Linked DNA regions of Arachis hypogaea: region 2 is linked to region 1. The links are chromatin contacts, called in public Hi-C maps. All regions are on one chromosome and are shown on one strand. Each heading gives the region's core, a stretch centred on a gene start, on an enhancer-like site or on the middle of the called end of the contact. The rest is flanking DNA. Distances are from core to core; before and after follow the strand shown.

Region 1 (6,600 bases), core at 3,499-5,998:
AGAAATCGGCCGGTTGGATTGGATTGAAAACCGGCCAGTTCGGTAAAAACGGCGTCGTTTTTTGCTTAAACGTTTAAACGAACCAACCTGAGCTACACATCTCACTCTTCACTCTTCGCATCTCACTCTCTCACTGAAGCTGCAGACATCTAATCACTCCCCCTTCTCCAACCCTAGCTGCTGCCGCCGCCGGTCCGTCGATCCACTGTCGCCGTCCGTCCTTATAGCCACTGCCCCGAAGTCTCCAACCCCTGCTCTCATCCTCCACGAACTCTCGGGTCTCTCACTCTCCTCTCTCCCGTGATACCCCGCACACGCCGCTCCTCCGCGTCACTCTCGCATGGAGGAAGACATGTCGCTGTGCTCGCACGGAGGAAGACACGTCGCCGTCGCGCTCATATAGAGGAAGAATCATCGCAAGCGCCGTGTTTCCTCCTCCTGTCGGTCAAGCCGTCATCCGCTTCTCAGGTGCGCCGCTGTCTGCTTCTCAGCCGTCCTCCTCGCAGCGGTGAATGTCGTCCGCGACCCTCAGACACACCGGGTCCTCCATCTTAGGGTTTGTAGCTTTCTTTTAATTTATTTGTGTGTTTTGGTAATTTCTGATGTGTTAAATTTATTTCTCTGGTTGGTTCTGCTATGCTGCTGTTTTGTGTGTGTGGTGATTTTATTATTTTAATTTACTGATTATTGATTATTGAATGTGTTGTGATTATTGATTAGCTTTGGTTTTTCTATGCTGATGTTTTGTGTGTCACTGTGTTGCTGAGCGTTTGTTTTTGGTTGATTGGCTTTGCTCACTGCGTGATGATAAATTTCAATTTTGATGACTCTGTTACTGGGTTACTGGTTGATAATAAATTGCATTGCCTGTGTTACGGATTCACTGCTCATTCTTGCTCTTCTATTCCCATAACTACAGTAGTTTATCACTTCGACAAAAAAAACTGTTTTTTAAATAGAAATTATTCTAGACAAGGAGAATGATCTTTTAAAGAGCAATAATCATGAGAAGCTGCTAAAGTGCTAACTATTGCATATGTGAGATAAGTTTCATTGTGGCATAAATATGGAGGTAATTTGGAGGACATAAATAACTTTTGTGAATTCTTATTTGATTTCTGAAGATATGTTGGAATTAATTCCAGTCTTTGATAATAAATCTATCTACGCTTATAAATACATAATAAGATGAATTATGGCATGATGCTGATCAATATCGATTATCTTGGTTTAATGTTGCTGAATCGAAATTATGTGTTGTTTTACTAAGATTTTGAGGATCACGCTCTAATAATTGACCTTGCATATTAGTAACTGAGCTTTTAATAGACAAGTGTAAGGTTAAGTTTTGTGATTTACATGTGCTTGGATTGTGGCTGTTTTGATGATTTATTGAGTAACACGATGAAGGAGCATTAAAATGTCAAGTTTAGCTCTGGGTTATTGTGAAATCCTTTTGCTTTTCCTGATTTGTTTTGAGTCTCCTCAAGTGAATACAATTTTACTGTGAGTCTGCAGGTTTGAGTCTCCTCTTGATTAGAAATTTGTGGTATGTTAGGTGGCAGGTTAGATTTAGGTGGCGATAGCTTTGAGCCTGCAGCTATGGAAGAATGAGGTTTCTAAACTTCTAGTTTGTGTTAAATGATGTGGATTGTTCAGCTGCTACTTCGAGGAACTTTCATTCTTTTTTTTTCGGTGACGAAACCTTCATTCTTTTTTTTGTTGCTTGGACAAATTTAAACCAGAGTTGGAAATGGTTTGATATGTTTTCGATGTAATTGCTTTATTGATTAATGTCATCAAAGCAAACATTTATAGGATGAAGAAAGGATTTTGGTTTCTCTTATAGCAAACTTTGAAAGCAAAACCTTCAGTTCATTAAAATATTTAAGTTTGTACTTTATCTAAAGATCTTAAGATATTTTAAAGTTTATATTAGACTATAATTATATTTTAGAGTGTTTATTTATAATTTATTTATTATTTTAATATAAAACGGTTTTTCCAGTTGAACCGGTTAAACTATTAAACTAGTAAACCAGTGACTAGAGTGGTTCGATAACCGGTCCGGTTTTCAGAACCTTGGTCCAGACTAGTTTTCCAAACCTTGATTCTAATATTTGCATCCCTTATCCTTCTAACTTTCTTGGCATCTCTCTTTATTGTAGAATCGTTTTGTTTCTTTTAGAGGTTCTCGTCCCAGAATCCTAAATTGCTGATTCCAATATTTATTGGACTGAAGAATCATCTTTCGACACAATCGTGATGCTGATATAGTGAGTAGTTTTGAATCTGTTGCTTTGGTCTGTATTGCGTTGTTTTGGAAAATTGTTGAGCACAGACATTGCAAAATCTTTCTACAAACAAACAAAGGATATAGCCTGACTTAGGGATAAAGGAAAAGAAAAAGAGAATTCGATCAAACCCCTTGCTTCCTTGATGGTCATGGCTGCGATTCGGAGTATCAACACAGTGGCAGAGGCTATGCCCCGACTCACCAGATTCTCTCTTCAAGCCCCAAAATTGGTTAGCACTTCTTCCCTTTTTTAGTCAAAAAGGAAAATTTTCAATTTTTATTTGTTATTTTTTTAATATTGTTTACTACATGATTGGGTTAGAATATGAAAGTTTGTTTCTTAGCTTGCCTTGAAAAAATGTACATTCCTTTTTTCCGAGAATAGGGTAAATTTGAATTTTTCTTATAAGTCGAAGTTTAGAAGGAAAATTTAGCCACAAATATAAGAAAATGTTACTTAATATTAGTAAAACATTCCTGTAATTTACTAATTTATTTGACTTATGCACCTTTAATTGAATCCCGAAGGAGAGAGACTATGGAATATTGACTGTTGTTTTGTTTGGGTTTTTCATGGCTTGAACACTTTTGGTGACCCAAATATATTAAAGGCCCATTTGATTCATGATATGAAGGCCTAAAAGAGAGAAAGAAATCTTTTTGCCATAGTGCACTATACACCATATCTGAAGTATTTGGTTGGAGTATAATTCACCATGGGATAGGATGAGTTGTTTGGCCTCTATTTGGTGTAAAAGTCATGAATTTTTTGAATGTGTTTCTTTCACAGACATGTTGAAAGATTAGAAAGGTACACGCTGTAAATACTGAATGGTATTCTTCTTATATATCATTTAGTATTTACAGAAAAGAAAAGAAAAGAAAAGAAAGAATGTTGTGTATCTAACTAGGGTATAACTGGGTTGAGTATTGTGCTATTTGGGTTTGAAAGGGTGTTTTAAGTTGTATCATCATTACGCAATTGGAAGCTGTAGAAAAGAAGGAAAGCATTATTGTTTTGTGTTAATTACACTGAACTCTCCTAATGTTAGCTGTTGTTACACTCTATACATGACTCGTAGTGGTTAAAGGCTTTGCTTCTGTTGTATCCTTACTTATCATATTGTTCTTGCATCTTGAAACATCTTTCTCTTGGAGAAATTATGCTTATTAACCCTCCTTATGCATGATTCCTGGACTGTTCTCAGGTGGAGGTGGAATTTGCCGATGGTCATGTATTCAAGTTGTCGGCTGAGTTTCTAAGAATAAACAGTCCTGCAGTTGATGGAAAAATCAGATCAATTGGAGGTGAAAAGGTACTTGCTTTCTGCAACTCAGAATGCTTTTTCAACTGCACCATTTGGAAACTATATCCTGAGTTTTAGTACACTTTGATAATTGAATCAATGAGATCTCTTGTCTGATTAATCTTCCTTGTTACTTCTTTTTCTGTTGTTTTGATTTGACTACATTCCAATTGATCCCTCGAACCAGGTAATATCTGGGAGACGGCACGTGGGAATCATGTCTGCAGAACCGGTAGGGAACTACGGGGTAAGGTACATCAAACTTAGACATTAGATCTAAATTTCAATATCTAAATCCTTCAAACTGGAATGTGATGCATAGTTGATGAATTGGATTGTTCAGGCTTAATTTTGATGACTTGCACAAAACCGGAATCTATTCGTGGGATTATTTCTATCACCTGGGAAGTAACAAGTTTACCCTCATGAGAAATTACATCGAAACACTGAAGAAATATGGGCTAAGCCGGGATCCACGCGGAAAAAAATGATGCAGGCATCCGCTTCTTGATTGGCCAAAACTGGTTTGAAATTGTGTCAGTTGACATCATGAAACTTGTGCTTGTCTTTGGATAGCTTCATCTGTTGAAATTGAAAAACTGAATTTTGTATGAGATGTGAAGAATAGTGTTTCAGTGAAGTATTCACTAATTATCAAAGGATGAAAGAAATAAAGGAGTGTCCTTCTTGACCCATTTCTTTTCTTCCATTTCAATTATTTGCTAGAGTCATCTGAACCCTGCCAAAATCCCTATAACGGTCATGTTTCTTATTCCGTATGAGTATTTCCGTAAAATTGTTGTTATAATCTGTGTCCAGAAAAAAAAAAACCAATTAAACCACCACACCAGAGTAATCATTACAAGAAGATGAAGGTGGAGATTTAATGAATTTTCAAATCCAAAAAGAATTCATGATAATTAATGCATTTTTTGTAGTGCCATAAAAGAAAAATAAGAGCAAATATTATTTGCTCATTAGAATATTTTCAATACTAGTTCTAATTTTAATTTTATTTTAGATTTCATAAGATGCTACATAAACATTTGTGGAATTATATGTTATAAATAATAATTTAAAATTAAAAATAAAATTTGTCTCATTTCTGGCCATGAAAGATGGAAGCGCCAACAATACTATGACTAATTTAACAGGGTTGTAACTATCAATATTTGTCTTAAAAATTAAAATTATAGGTGGAATTTACATATTTAACCTAAGAAGAGAAAGCTTTAAAACAAGTTAGGGGAAGAATGGTTTGGTGCGAAGAGAAGAGAGAGCTTCCCAACAATGGCGAATTCCATTCCAATCAATCCAACGGAGTTGTCGTTCATCGTTTGCGAGTCGGGTTTGTGCAGTCGTCGGAGGCCACTTGCGAGAAGGGAGAACAATCGCGGGGGAGCAAGAGCCACTGTTGGAGGAGACAACACTTGCAATTATGTAAGATAAGGTCTGAAATTTCATTCTCACTTGATTATGTAATTTGTTTGAGTGATTTTCTGCATGTTCTTCATCTATGCATGAAATCGGGGTTAGGATTTGCGTCGTTATTGTTCCTGTTCCCGTTGCTGTATAGTTTTTTTTTTTTTTTTTTTTCTATTTTTAGTTTGTGATTTGGTTGATGATCTATGTTATGTTTGAAGTAAGAAATTGTTACTGTTCTGATTTTAGAAAAAAAATTTGGGTCATAAAACTTGGGATCCCAACATCAATTGTTGCAACTAACAGCATTGTGGTACACTGGTACATTGTCAAAAAATGTAAAGTCGTTAACGGCATAAAGCACCTCCCATCGACCTTATTCTCATTCTTTCTCTTCACAATTGAATTTCTAGCGACAGTGAAACTCACATATGATGCAGGTGAGTTCGTCATTTAGCACCTTGACATTTTCTCTTCAAAATTATCTATGGTCCCTCTTTAATCTTCTATCCTTCTGCCTTCACAAATTGGGGCTTATGGTTTTATTTGGGTGAAGAAGATGAGAAGAAGAAAGAGTTCTTTTGAAGTGGGAATGAAGAGGGAGAGGATTTGTATGACATTGTTAACATCATCTGCCACGTTGGACACTTGAGAGTTACCTATGGATCATAATTAATGCCCTCTCTCACTGGTTTAACATGTGGTTAGAAATGTCAGAGGGAGATAGATGGTTACAAATTTTTATATTATTTTTAATTATTTTATTAATATATTTATACCAATAGCATCTTTTTTATTGATTTTCGATAAAAGTAATATTATATTTTTAAGGTGATACTAATTTTATTTTATTAATTAATTTTAATATAAATTTTAATTTTAAATAAATTTATTTTTTGACAATATCAAAAAAAAAAATTTAGAAAGTAAATATTTTTATTAAAATTTAACCACTTAACAAAAAAAAATGGATAATTTTATATAATTAAATAAAATTTTATACTATTAAAAATACTAATAATAATTACAAATTATAAAATTTATTATCTTTCTAATACTTTTCTATCAAAGTAAAAACACTCTTTTAAAAATGTTCTTGGTATCTATTTTCTTTAAGTTATATCTTTCTGTTGTTTCAGTCAATAACACGTGAACATATTCCTGTACACATCCATAAATGCACATTGCAATTGGAAGTTGGAAACGATTATTATTAATTTTTTTTAAATAAATATAACAATTACTAATACGTGCAAACAAAAATTTGGAAAATCATATTCCAGAGTAAATCGATTTAAAAGATGAAATTAATATAATCATCATTATATTATTCTATAATAAGTTATATGATAGTACAAAAAATACTGACATAATATATTCTGGTATTATGTATACATTTTTTTTAATTTATTTTAAAAAAATATATTTTTTTATAATTATATAAAAATGGTGAATACTATTTAACTCTCTCTAAATTAAAAGGTAAATTATTCCTTGCAATATATCTTTTATATTATTAATTGAAATAAAATTAATTGATTTGTCATAATTAATTTTAATTTTAATCTAACCTAA
Region 2 (7,070 bases), core at 1,912-4,411, 130 kb before region 1:
TTGAATCTTTGACTAACTTAAGCTCTCACCAAACCTACTTAACAACCTATACAACTCAAAGCAAACATAATTACCCATTTCTCACTTTTCTCGCATACTCATGCATTTTTCTTTTCAATCACAACTCATATGCATTTTTATTTCTCAAACTTTGGGGAATTTTGTTCCCTTTTTATTATGTTTTTTATTTTTATATTTTTTTGTCAAACTAAAATATATATACAAAAGTGACAATGCATATGGGTTAAACATTTGATGCATGAATATGTACCCAATTCCCAAGATTTTTAACAAGGTACAAAAATCCACTTTTACCCTAACAAAAATTCCGAAACTTCCCCACACTTAGATGATACATTCTCACTAGTCTAAACTAATCAAAGATCCAAATAAGGGGCATTTATTATTTTTCACTTAAGGGTAGTGATGTGCTAACTTTAAGAACAAAAAGGGGATTGAAATAGGCTCAAAGTTGGTTAACAAAGGAAGATAAAATGGTAGGCTATTTGGGACAAGTGAGCTTAATGAAAAGATGGCCTCAATCATATAAATGCATATATACATCAAGCAATGGACATAAAGAGTCAAACAAATCAAAGATTGCAATCATAAAAAGAGAATAACACACACAAGAATAAAAGTAGTGGTTATATGATGTAACCACACAATGAGGCTCAAAACTCACAAGGTTGTGTGTTCTTAGCTCAAAAACAAATTCCACAATATATTTCAAGCAAGTTTCAATCAAAAGTTCCAACTCAAATCAATTAGGATACCAATGCCCTATATAATGGAAAGTTTTCTTGAAAATTTTCATTAAATTAACTAAGCTTGTTATATGTATGCAAAGACATGCAATAAACTAAGAGAGAATGTAATTAAAGCTCTAAGATATATACAAACTAAGAAAAATACAACCAAAAATTCAAAAAGAATGTGCAAGTGTTAGGATTAGAGTATGACACCCAAGATTGCCGATCGGAGACGACCTCCCCACACTTAAGTTGCACCGTCCGGGGTGCAACTAAAGGTGAGCAACGGGGGGTATGGTGACTTCGGATTGCCACCTTCAACTGGTGGATCAATCGGCTGCTGCGCGCTCTTTCTCCCGCTTTTCTTGTTGTATATAGTGACTCATCCATGAGAAATAGAAGATAAGATAATAAGATGAGTGAATGCAAAAACAAGGAAGCAAAGAGTATTGGAATGAGGTGGTATTCACTAGAATGAGGTGAGTGAATAAGTTTGTGACATGAAGAAAACAAGTGTGTGAATTTTAAGCTGTACACGATTTAGAACACACACACACTAGCATGGATAACTAGGTCACAAGTATACAAAATAACATGCATTTCACTCATCCTAGTGTGCTTGAAATACTTTAAAAGAGACTTGTTGGTTAAGATAAACAAACAAGTAATAAAGAAGCATAAAAGTATTCAAGCAAGAATCGATGAATTGTGAATTGGATAATGAAGCAACACCTAATTGAGCTCGCGGACCATAAGGTGCCCTTCATAGTAAGGTACGGCCCTGAGCTCGCATATCGTTCTGGGACAACAACTCTGCAGTGCTTGTAGAAGCTTCAGCACCTTATTGTATGACTCCTCCCAGTCTCTGTATATCTGCGCAATTGTCTTTTGCTTCGCCATCCAGACCTTTCTATACGAGGGTTTGAGGTGATAGCTTTGTCAAACTGCACCATACAGGACAGGGATGCTGACGAATGGGTTGGACTGTATCAACGGCAGGATGACCTTGCATATGAGGCTGCTGTCCAACTGTCGATGGTCTTGGGACATGGTGGGTGCTAGACACGTATGCGCTCCACCAACTCTTCGGACCTCCCTAACAAAATAAAACACTCATGGTTGGAAACTACACTAGATATAGCAATCATAAATGAGTAAATACGCTACAATTAAACTTGACCTCACCAGTATCCGAGGTTCTGTCGGAGGGATACACGGAGACTCCAGGGACATTTAGTTGCAGCTTGGCGGTAATGCACATGGTACTTCAATTGGTTCGATTTGATCACTCGATACTCAACACTTCTGCAGATGCTGTAGTTCTTCACACCCTACATTACTGTATCTTTGCTTTTGAAACTGTGGCCGACATGAAACTCCACCTCACCGTCTAGGTTGTAATTGTCTTCTCCGGTGTTCGAAAAAGGAGATTTCTCATGTATCGCATTCAGATCCAATGCATGATAGTGACCTGGTACATCTGATAGTGCCAATCGGGTGTGGAGGGGAAGGGGGAGTCAACATATAGTGCATCGCTGCCTCGGCCGATGTCTCCGGTACAAACTCCTGCTCATCATCATCTTCAGACGAATCAATATCGTTGCTATCTGCAACATACTCTTTGTCAGAGTCTTCATCACCGACGTCCATGTCTTCCACTGGACTAGCAACATGAATCGATGGTGGTGCGAGAGGTGTGTATCCTGCACAAAGGTCGAGTGGGCGGATCCACTGCCACCAACATCACCAACCTCGGCGGAAACCTCCATCACTTGTTCCGTCATTATTCTCCCATAGATGTCAAGCATGAGTTGCACATGCTCGTCGCTTTGTTGTTGAAACAGGCAGAACCGAAAAACTTCCCAACCATCCGACCTCTTTTCTCCCTAAACCACCAAGGTTGCTCAATATCAGACTCTTCAACTCGAACAACGAACTTACTCGCCGAGTGCACAATACCAACGGATTATCACACTCAAATATCACCACATTGTCACTGTTCCTCATACGACAATTGGAATACACACAGACAACCACATATCTGCTACTATTGGATATTTTTACCTATTTTTGGGAAGAAAAATGGAGGAGAAGAAGTATAAAATGTATGTAGAGAATGACAAAAGTTGCACATCCTTTTATAGCTGTTGGAAGTTTGTATTACTGTATCTTATTTACTATGTAAATGTTATAATTTAACATGTATCTCGTTTATAGTGTAAACGAGATAAATTTGCATGTATCTCGTTTATACTGTAAAACGAGATATACACGTATCACGCATATTATCTTATTTCATTTACAGTAATCCTACGTATTTCTGTAATAATTTTTAAAATTATTTATTTGAGTAAATAAAATATTTTTTTAATTTATTTAAATAAAAAATCCGGTGGCCATTCCTTTCATTCCCCGTCCAAAAGAAGCAGGAATATGGAAAAAGTGAGGAGAGCAGTGAATGAGATAGCTTACGCTCGCAACCCTCGTAAGCTCTGTCGTCTTCACCGCTCTCTCATCCCTCTCCTTTCCATTGCCTCCTCTCTCTACAAACTCGCTCTCTCACTTCGCCACTCTCTCTACCGACACGGCTTCTTCCCAGTCCACCGGTAACCCTTCTTCTCCCTAACTTTGTTTCGAAAGGGCAGAGCTGTAATTTTGTGTTTTTGATTGTAAGATTAGTTTGCCAGTTGCTGTTGTTAGCGTTGGGAATTTGAGCTGGGGAGGAAATGGGAAGACGCCCATGGTTGAGTTTATAGCTCGCTGGTTGTGTCATTTTGGAATTTCACCTCTCATTCTTTCAAGGGTACTCTCTTCTCCTTCCTTGCTTGTCCATCTTTTTTAGTTTAGTTAATGGGCCTGAATTTTGCAATTTCCATACTTATATCATTATTGGCGAGATATCATAGGTGGTTTAGTTGTCATTGTTGGATAAATGATAATACTAGCATTTACACATATTCTTACAGGTTGCATCCCAGGTGTATTGCCAGAAAAATCCTGTAATAGAACATTAAAAGTATAGGATGTAGGCTAGCAATACCCTGCAGCAATGTGCATATGATTAATTATTAGGGTAAAGTATATTTTTTGTCGTTATGATTTCGAAAAGTTTTAAAAATATCTGTATCTGTTCTTTGAATAAATTTTAAATGAAATAAGTTTTAATTTTATTCAGCGTCAATCTGGTGATAAATTTGCAAAATGGCGGCAGATCAGTAAAGAAAGCCTTTTCTTTTATTAAATTTTTGGTGGTGAAAGTTAGTCAAAATAACTTTTTTCCTAATTACTCCTATGATAATCCCTTCTTAATCATCCTAATATTATCTCTCATCCGGTCCCTCCCTCATCATCTCCAGCACCCCACCTGCTTCATCAACATCAACATCATCATCTCCTCCTCAATATCACCATCACCCCTCCCTCACCCCGTTGCCACCCCACCCACTGTCACCTCCACCTGAATTTCGTCCCCAACCTCTCCCTCACTACACCTCACCACCACCACCACCAACAACAACAACAACAACAACAATCTCGAAAGCTCTCTTCCACTTGGTCTACTTCTTTTATACACTATCTAAGGCCAATAGCTGAACTGACTTCAATACACTTCCTTTTCTTTATACATAAATTTGAGAGTAAATATCTTGCCGACCGCTGACCATTTGCTCGAAAGACAGCTCTCCTTCACAATTCAAAAATTCCTAACTAGTTCCCAACCATCCAAATAATTAGTCTAAGCGGCTCTTGTTACTAGACTAAGTGGCCCCTATTATTGGACTAAGCGGTCCCTGAAATATCAGCAGTTCATGGTGTTATGCATTCATATCTTGTCTGATACATGATGTGTGTGTTACAAAGGAAAAAGTACACTTTTTATTTTTTGTGCAAATAGGATTATAATTTAATGATCAAATTTTAAGGCTTATCTCCTTTGGCATCATAACTGATGGAAGATATATTTGACCTTTCATGCCAAAATCCTAGCTGAAGCAATACTATTGTGTATTTTAATTTGTAACTTGCCTATCTGGTTTCATATGTTGCTTATTCTGGCAGGGTTATGCAGGTGGTGATGAAGTCAACATGCTTCGTAGGCATTTACTTTGGACACCAACTAAGTTTGGTGTTGGCGCAAATCGAGCTGCTGTTGCAAGTCAATTCATCCAAAGATATGGCTATGTTGATACCAGAGAGAGTTCATGGTATAGGAAACAGCAGCTGGGTCATGAGTTGAATGTTTCTGTTGATTCAGAAAATATTGGTGCTGTAGTTCTTGATGATGCAATGCAGGTAATGCCAACTATTGCACCCACCAAAGAACGATATAGAAAAGTAATTTCCTTTGCAACCTTTTTTTTGTTTATTGAGGTATGGTTTATGATTTAGTGTTAAGTATGATACTGGAAATACTGAGCCCTGCTTTTGGCTTGCTTAATTACCTATGTTCATTTTGTTTGACAAGAAGTTGCTGTAAATGTTATCTTCTGTATGTAAGGTAGCACTGGAGTTTGTGGCGTGATTTGGATATTGTAATGGTTAATGGATTGACTCTTTGGGGCAACCTTCAGCTTTTGCCACTTGGACCTTTGAGGGAACCCTTGACTGCACTTAAACGAGCAGATGCAGTTGTAATCCATCATGCAGACCTGGTATGCTAAAGCGATACCTTCTTCAAGGAAATAATTTGCAAATGTTTTTGTAAAGTTCCTTTTATCAGTTTGAATTTAGTCATTTGGTTGGTATATAGATTTGCTTACTGACAATGTACTTCGGGTGGTTCATAGGTGTCTGAGAATATTCTCAAGGATATTGAGTCAACAATCCGAGGAATCAAAGAGTCGATTCCACTTTTCTTCTCAAAAATGGATCCAACTTACTTATTTGAGGTGGGTAATACCAATGCCAATATACCGTTGACAGCTCTCCATAAAGCTACTATATTATGTGTTTCGGCTATTGGTTCCGCAGAATCTTTTGTGAAGAAAATTCAGAAGGTATTCCTCCTTAATAATCATTCCTCTTCTAAATAGCATAACTAAACATAAACATATCAATTGGCCAGTTGTATTTTCACTTGTTAAAACTTGTATGTTCCAGACATGATTAGTAACTCACACCAACCCCCTTTTATGCTGTGCTATCTAGCTATACTTTTACTTACCTTTTAAGTGGTTTTCGCTTCGAGGTCCCTGTTGTTATCTCTTTTTATCTCTAAAGTGAAAACTACTTGATGCAGATGGGTGCATGTTATGTTGATCGAGTAGATTTCAGTGATCATCATGCATTCCATGTCAAGGTACGTTATATATATCTCCTGAATTTCAAAGAAATATTTTTCTGACTGATTACATACTGTTATTTCAAGTCACCATTTAAACCACATTCTTTGCACCTGTGCTGCCAAGCCACGCCATTTAAATTTCCTCTTGTTTCTTAATTTTATTTAAAAAAAAAACATTTACTAGGATATTCTTTTTTTCCTCATACTAATCTAGGATATTGAGTTGATCAGAGCCAAGCTAAAAGAATTAGAGGGCAAGTTTGGTTCCAAGCCCATAGTTGTTATTACTGAAAAGGTATGCTCATATTTTTATGTATAGGTTTGTTTCTATATTCATAACCCCCTATTTTTAATTAAACTTTTGTCTTGGCAGGATTATGATAGGGACCCGGAGATTCTCAAACAGCTGTATCCATTTAAAACTTTTGTTGTGTGTTCTACATTGATGGTTATGTCCTATAAAGGAAGTACAGAGGATAGCTTTAAGAATTTTCTAAAGGACCACTTGAGATTAAAATTTCCTGCAGAAAATTAGTCTTAGGTTGTTGTAAGCTCTGCTTTTCATGCATGCATATGGTTAACTATCCCAGTATCATTTGATAGGCCCTCTCTTTTGCAGCCATGTTACTGGTCCCCGAAATTAGTACATTGATTATGAGTAATGTTAGTTCTACATAATATTTTTTGAAATGTTGACATTTTCATCCACCATTTGATGGGGGGTATGGGCTCCATACGAACCAAGGTTTTTTAAAGTGAAAGATTGGTAAAGCGAAAAATTAACTGATTAATCACTAACATTAAGATGATACGGTTCATATGTGATAGATTGAACATAGATCTTACGAATTCAATGATGATTAATTTCTTATTTTATATTTTTATTGCTTAACTACTCTCTTCACTTTAGAGTTGAGAGTTTTTTTCCTGCTCAATTCTACCATGGTCCATTAAATATCTAATAGTAGATTAGAGTATATGGGCATATGGTTTTTCACAAATATTCAAATAACATTATAGTAAAATTAGGAATC

What was found. A called contact is a pair of places that touch in the nucleus more often than the background predicts.
Region 2: a Hi-C map of leaf shows a contact between it and region 1, with 1.6 times the contacts expected there. The contact joins the promoter of LOC112720265 here to the promoter of LOC112720257 in region 1. A contact is called at or near these places in 2 of 8 Hi-C or Micro-C datasets (both in leaf).

The regions. Positions count from the first base shown.
Region 1 is chr11:11,686,747-11,693,346 of arahy.Tifrunner.gnm2.J5K5, reverse strand. LOC112720257 reads left to right here and starts at 4,748. Exons shown (of 2, transcript XR_011867268.1): 1 at 4,748-5,053. It overlaps LOC112720259, which reads left to right. Exons shown (of 5, transcript XM_025771138.3): 2 at 2,169-2,526; 3 at 3,505-3,612; 4 at 3,791-3,855; 5 at 3,947-4,298. The coding sequence starts at 2,440. The coding sequence ends at 4,094.
Region 2 is chr11:11,815,758-11,822,827 of arahy.Tifrunner.gnm2.J5K5, reverse strand. It overlaps LOC112720265 (probable tetraacyldisaccharide 4'-kinase, mitochondrial), which reads left to right and starts at 3,161. Exons shown (of 8, transcript XM_025771144.3): 1 at 3,161-3,358; 2 at 3,427-3,555; 3 at 4,812-5,045; 4 at 5,255-5,404; 5 at 5,540-5,749; 6 at 5,992-6,051; 7 at 6,251-6,331; 8 at 6,410-6,726. The coding sequence starts at 3,493. The coding sequence ends at 6,571.